2 separate regions of the Muntiacus reevesi genome follow, and region 1 is linked to region 2. A link is a contact called in public Hi-C data. All regions are on one chromosome and are shown on one strand. The core of a region is the stretch at or near the end of the contact, and the rest is flanking DNA. Distances in the headings are between cores, read along the strand shown. Region 1 holds the start of DNAJB11 (DnaJ heat shock protein family (Hsp40) member B11). Region 2 holds the start of RFC4 (replication factor C subunit 4).

Region 1 (2,700 bases), core at 75-2,574, 190 kb after region 2:
AGGTACACATTGTGTTAAGTGCAAAAAGTGCTAACAAAAACATGTTAAAAATACAATAAAGTGTTACCTAGGAGAAGAAGATTTTTATTTTAGAAGTATAAGATGTTTCACAAGGAAAAAAAAAACCCAACAAAGTTTAAGCATATATGCACACGGGGGGGTAAAAAAACTTTTAAGAGAATAACAAGCACTTAAAGCTGTCAAGTTCTGCTAGGTAGTGCTGTCTCCTTTCAAAGTAACCTACAAATTTGTCAGAAGCTAAGAATTTACTATTTTCCGCATTCTAAAATATGAGTCTGACATATCAAATTCAGTGGGCACCGGGCCTACAGGGTAGTGAATCTTAAAGGCTGGAGAATCTCTAGAGTCCAGGAGGTCCTGCTTCCTTCAAACAGGTGGCACATTATCATCCTCATGTCAAAGATGGGAATTTAGGTTTTCTTTCAAAGTCACATAATTCATAAGTTGTGTGGGGCTAGAATTCCAGTCTACGATCTATTGGTAAAATGTTTCTCCCCTTTGCTTGTAATGCTACTCAGCTCCCTAAGAATGCCCCCTGGAGAGACAGTGAGGCATGATGACAGCTTAGGCTCAGTATCTCACGAAGCTGAAAGGTATACGGGCTCTTCAAAGGGTCTGCCTTGCTCCCTCAATCCAATTTCTTTTCAGTGCCGGCATGGCTACCCTACCTATTCTCCCCACTTCCTCACTTTACCTGGCATCACAACCCACCCACTTTAATGCCAGCCCAACGGCTCGTTGTAGACTTAACACTGTATCATCCCCTTCTCCAACTCAGCAGCCCCCCATCCCACGTTGCGTTTGGCACTGCATCCACCCCTCGCTTCTCTGGACAAATCTAGCTCTAGGGCTTCTGGGTCTAAGCCCCTATCACCCCGGTCACCCACTGTCTTCCTCTCCATCCCACTAGCCTGGCCCACACTACCCACTCCTCCTCTCCACCGCCTCACCACAGCAACGCCCCCTTCCACTCCCCACGTCGGACAATGTCCCCTTCTCTCCCCAGCCTCCTTCCCAGCCAAGACTGACTTAATGGCCCCGTGCCCGCAGATTCCAATTCCTCACCCGGCGATCACGGTCCCGATGAGGTACAGCAGCAACAGGCAGAAGGTGCCCAGGTTCTGCGGGGCCATAGTCCCTCTGTGCCGGCCCCGGACCCCCGCACTCCTCACAGCCCCCGCCGCCGCCGCGTCGGCTCGCCAGCCCACCCGGCCCTGAGAGGCCGCCTTAAGCTCGGGTCTCAGACTTAGTTAGGAGCGACAGCTAGCTTGCCCCCTCCTCTGCCAGTCCACTTCCCGGGAGTCCCGAGTCCCGGCGAGAGAAGCCCCTAGCGAGCCAGAGCCAATCGCTGCTCGGGACATCACACGCGGCCGGCGCCTCATAGCCAATCAGTGCAGTACACTTCACCTCCGAGGCGGCGCGGGCGGCCAGTTAGGCTTCTGAACTGCAGCCGCAGCTCCTGGCCAATTAGAAGGGGAAACGTCAGAGAATCGCGCCGCCGCAGGAATCCGTCCGGCCCAAGCACCTGCCAGTCGGAGAAAATTACGTAAAGATTAGTGATGTAGGATGCGTTCCTAGAGCCGGCGTCCACGGTACGAGAAGTTTCCCTCCGCCCGCCTCCTTGGACTCTCTACCAATCACAAGGCTCTCCCTCCAGCACTGGCCAATTGCGGGAAGGAGATTTTATCTTGGTTACGAGTCTAGGAATTTCATTCATATAGAGCTAGGCGCTGGACGCCCGGGAGGAGGTACGCGAACGAGATGGGCGGGGACAATGACTGCAAGTCAATGGTACAACGGACGCGACGCTTTGGTCAAGTTTTGCCTTCTAACAAAACTCACGAGAAAACTGTCTTGGTTTCGCAAAGAAGAGGCCTGATGTCCGTGGAAGCAGACTGACTTAGTTTCGAATTCAGCCTCCACCACTTCTAGCGGGGAGAACATGCGCCTTGTCCCCAGCTTGAGCTTAAGCTTCTTTTCCACAAAACTGAGGCAAAGCATTTACTGACAGTATTGTGAAATTTTAATCTGTAAGCCGTCTAGCGCAGGGTCTGGCACATAGTAAGCACGCAAAGAATAATAAATATTATTACACTTAAGAGAACCAAATAATAATAACAGAACCGACCCTCTGACCCCTTCCACCCGCCCCTTTGCTCATTTCAGTACATCACCACCTAGTTGTTGACTGCAAAGCTTCAGGTATCTTCCTGGATTTCTCTCCTGTGTCCCCTGTACGAATCTTTACCTTTAAACCATTTCTTGAATCTGTCCACTATTATATTATCTCCACCACCTCTCGGCCAAGTCACATCATCTCCCACCAGGCAAGGGCTTCCTAACTGGTTTCCCTGCCTCCACTCCTAATATCTTAGGATCTCTTTCTCACCCCGACACTTTTCCCTGCCATGATTTTTTACACACATGTCAGATCATATAATTTCTCTGCTTAAAAGCCTTGAATGACTTTCCATTGCACTTACAATAAGATCCCCAGCCTTTATACTAGCTATAAGATAGCATAATGTTTCCTTGTTTAGCCACTAAGTCGTGTCCAACTCTTTGTCACCCCATGGACTGTAGCCTGCCAGGCTCCTCTGTCCATGGGACTCCCCAGGCAAGAATACTGGAGTGGGTTGCTATTTTCTTCTCCAAGGATCTTCTTGACCCAGGGATCAA
Region 2 (2,700 bases), core at 83-2,582:
GTACATTTTGATGGTTTCGACAACGTAAACCAGTGACCAGATAGGTAACCTGTGTGCTTTTTATACTGTCCAGAGACTATATCAGGCCCTGCCTATGAGAGTTACAAAGTAGCACAAAGCAGCCTTAGTATGGTTAACCCCTTAATTAGGTTAGGCCCGGGATGTATGTACTCAGAGGCCCCAACTTCCTCCTAGGCTACCTGTAAGGCTACCTGAGGGCAGGACCCAGCTTGTCCTCTGCCGCATCCCCAGCACCTTGCGGCCTAAGGACACTCCATAAGCATTTGTTGACCTCGCAGCCTATGGACACTCCATAAGCAATTGTTGAAAGACAAATGAATACACACGTAAAGTTTAAAACACGTGATGAGTTCACGCCAAAGAAAATATCCATCTGGAGAAGACCCAGATCAATCCTGCGGGTTACAGTAATTAGAAAAACTTCTGAAACTAAAGTAGTATTTCAAACGGGTCAAATTTCAGTAACATTAAGAAAAAATTCAAAGCTAAGACAAGCAAATGGGCAAAGATAAAAAGGGTGGCCTAAAACACTTGCCTCAAGGACACATTGCCTGCACCCTGGTGGCGCACCACCTGATTTCTAGGCAGGGCTCCAGGGTTAGCTGACCATAGCTGCACGGCAATGTCCTCCCTCTCGCCAACGGGCAGGCAGTAATAGAGATAATAAGCCACATGCACCCAAAATGGCAAGGAAAAGCATCTTCTTCCGTCTCTGCCCACGGTGAGCCTCGCGACTACCAAGCCGAAGGGAGAGGACAGAGATCTCCAGGGCGCCCTCTTCTGGCGAAGGAGAGACTTTAGCCTCCCCTATTCTCGTCCTTCTTTAGGGTAAAACAGGTTGCAGGCCGAATTGTGTCGCCGCAGAAATGTCAGTGACACGCCCCATGACTGCCAAAGAATTAACAGTGCGGTACAGGTTCCGCAGGCTCGTCTCCACAAAGAGAGTGGACCTGCGGGATTCAAGGCCCCGTACTCACCTCCCCAACCACCCTGGCGGGTCGGCTCTCGGAGCCCTCCCTGTCCCCAGCCGCTGAGCACGCGGGTTCGCGGCCCCAGCGTCTCCTCCAGAAGGCCGTGCTCAAGTTCCCTTGCCTGCAGCCTCGAGTCGGAGGGCTGCGCGAGAGCAGAGTAGAGCTTTACTTACACCACCGCATTCATTCCCATCCCACCCACAGCGTACCCGAAAACCCGCGCGTCTCATCAGTTTGAACACTACGGACTAGGAGGACACAGCTCCTTTAAGGCTGGGCGCGCGCGGCGGACCGGAAGTGACGTGCGTGCGGCGTATTCCCGCCCTGCCCTTCGCCGCCTTTCGGTGGCGGGAACTCGGGATGCTTGCTGAAGGCGGAAGCTGTTAAGTGTCCCCGCTCTACCGCTCGGGGCTTCCCGGGCCTGAGAGTCTCAGCTTGGGGGACGGAGCTAAGACTTCGTGACCACCTCGCCCTTTCCCTGTCCCGGAAATCTCAGGAACGAGCTGGCGGCGTCCTCGCTCTCGATACGAGCTACTGAAAGGCCCAGGCACTGCCGGCGAACACGCGCAGGGAACCGGGGAGAACAGGTGACCAGCGGGAGAAATTGCGAGGATTACCTTCGCCTTTCTCCACTTTTGCGCCCTCGATGCCTCTGTGATGTCTTGCACCTCGTGGTGTACGGGTAGCTCAGCCTTATCATCCTTCAGAGCCCTGCTTTGGGCGATATTACAGCCTGTTGCAGGGATGGACTAATCCAACAACGTTAAAAACCTTAGTTTACAGATATTGGCAGTTTATTTTATTCATTGATTATATACCCCTATGCTAAGCACAGAGCTATGTGTTTAAACAGTTCTTTTGACTTAGTTACCTTAAGAAATGGGCTTTTAGATTCTTTTACAGAAGGGGAAACTGGGTCTGATAAATGGTAATTCAGTCACCGAATCTTATAAAGCATCTATCCTCTGCCACGCCCTGGAAACACAACAGTGAAAAAAAAATTGCACTTCCAAAAAAATAAGTAAAATTGCTACTAATGCTGGGGATTTTCAGGCAAACTATCCCTAAAAACAGCCTTGTGCTGCTTGGGTGAATGTTTACATGAATGTTAATACTTATCTTATGGGTGAGATTTTGAATTTTTTAAACTCCTCATGCTTTTCTGCTTTGTTTTGATTTTTTTCAAATAAGCATGCAATCAGAAAAACAGCTATTTACATTTTAACATCAGTGTCTCCTCTCCCCCAGTTCCCTCCCCACAAAAGCTTCTGAAGGCAAGCTCAGGCTCTGCCAGTAAAATAGGCTCTTGAGTGGAGCTCTAGGCCCATGAGAAGCAGAGGGTTTTCATTTTTGGTCCTGGTACTCCTCCTAATTTTTGAGTCCATTCTAGGGTCTCAGCTAGAGCTAGGCTGATGACTTTTGAGACCCCTGTACAGTTTGGCCTTTAATGCCATCGTACTTATCAAAAAGTTAGAAGTCCTTTTTTCTATAACTCCCTCACTATAAGTAGATTTTTAAGTTCCTTTAGCACTTTGGCCCACTAGTTTATGTCCCACTAGTCCTCAGTAGAATGCATTTAGGGGATGCTGGGTCACGGGGTGATGTCCTTCATGTAGTATTTATTGAATGTCTATATGGGGTTAAGTGTGCTTTCAGGCTATACTTCCTTATAATGGTGTCAAAAGAGCTTTTCCTTTTCTGTCTTAGA

What was found. A called contact is a pair of places that touch in the nucleus more often than the background predicts.
Region 1: a contact with region 2 is called in a Hi-C map of blood, with 4 times the contacts expected there. The contact joins the promoter of DNAJB11 here to the promoter of RFC4 in region 2. A contact is called at or near these places in 2 of 3 Hi-C or Micro-C datasets (blood and muscle).

The regions. Positions count from the first base shown.
Region 1 is chr8:58,689,541-58,692,240 of mMunRee1.1, forward strand. DNAJB11 (DnaJ heat shock protein family (Hsp40) member B11) reads right to left here and starts at 1,325. Exons shown (of 10, transcript XM_065942953.1): 1 at 1,087-1,325. The coding sequence starts at 1,154.
Region 2 is chr8:58,495,883-58,498,582 of mMunRee1.1, forward strand. RFC4 (replication factor C subunit 4) reads left to right here and starts at 1,333. Exons shown (of 11, transcript XM_065943608.1): 1 at 1,333-1,579; 2 at 2,700.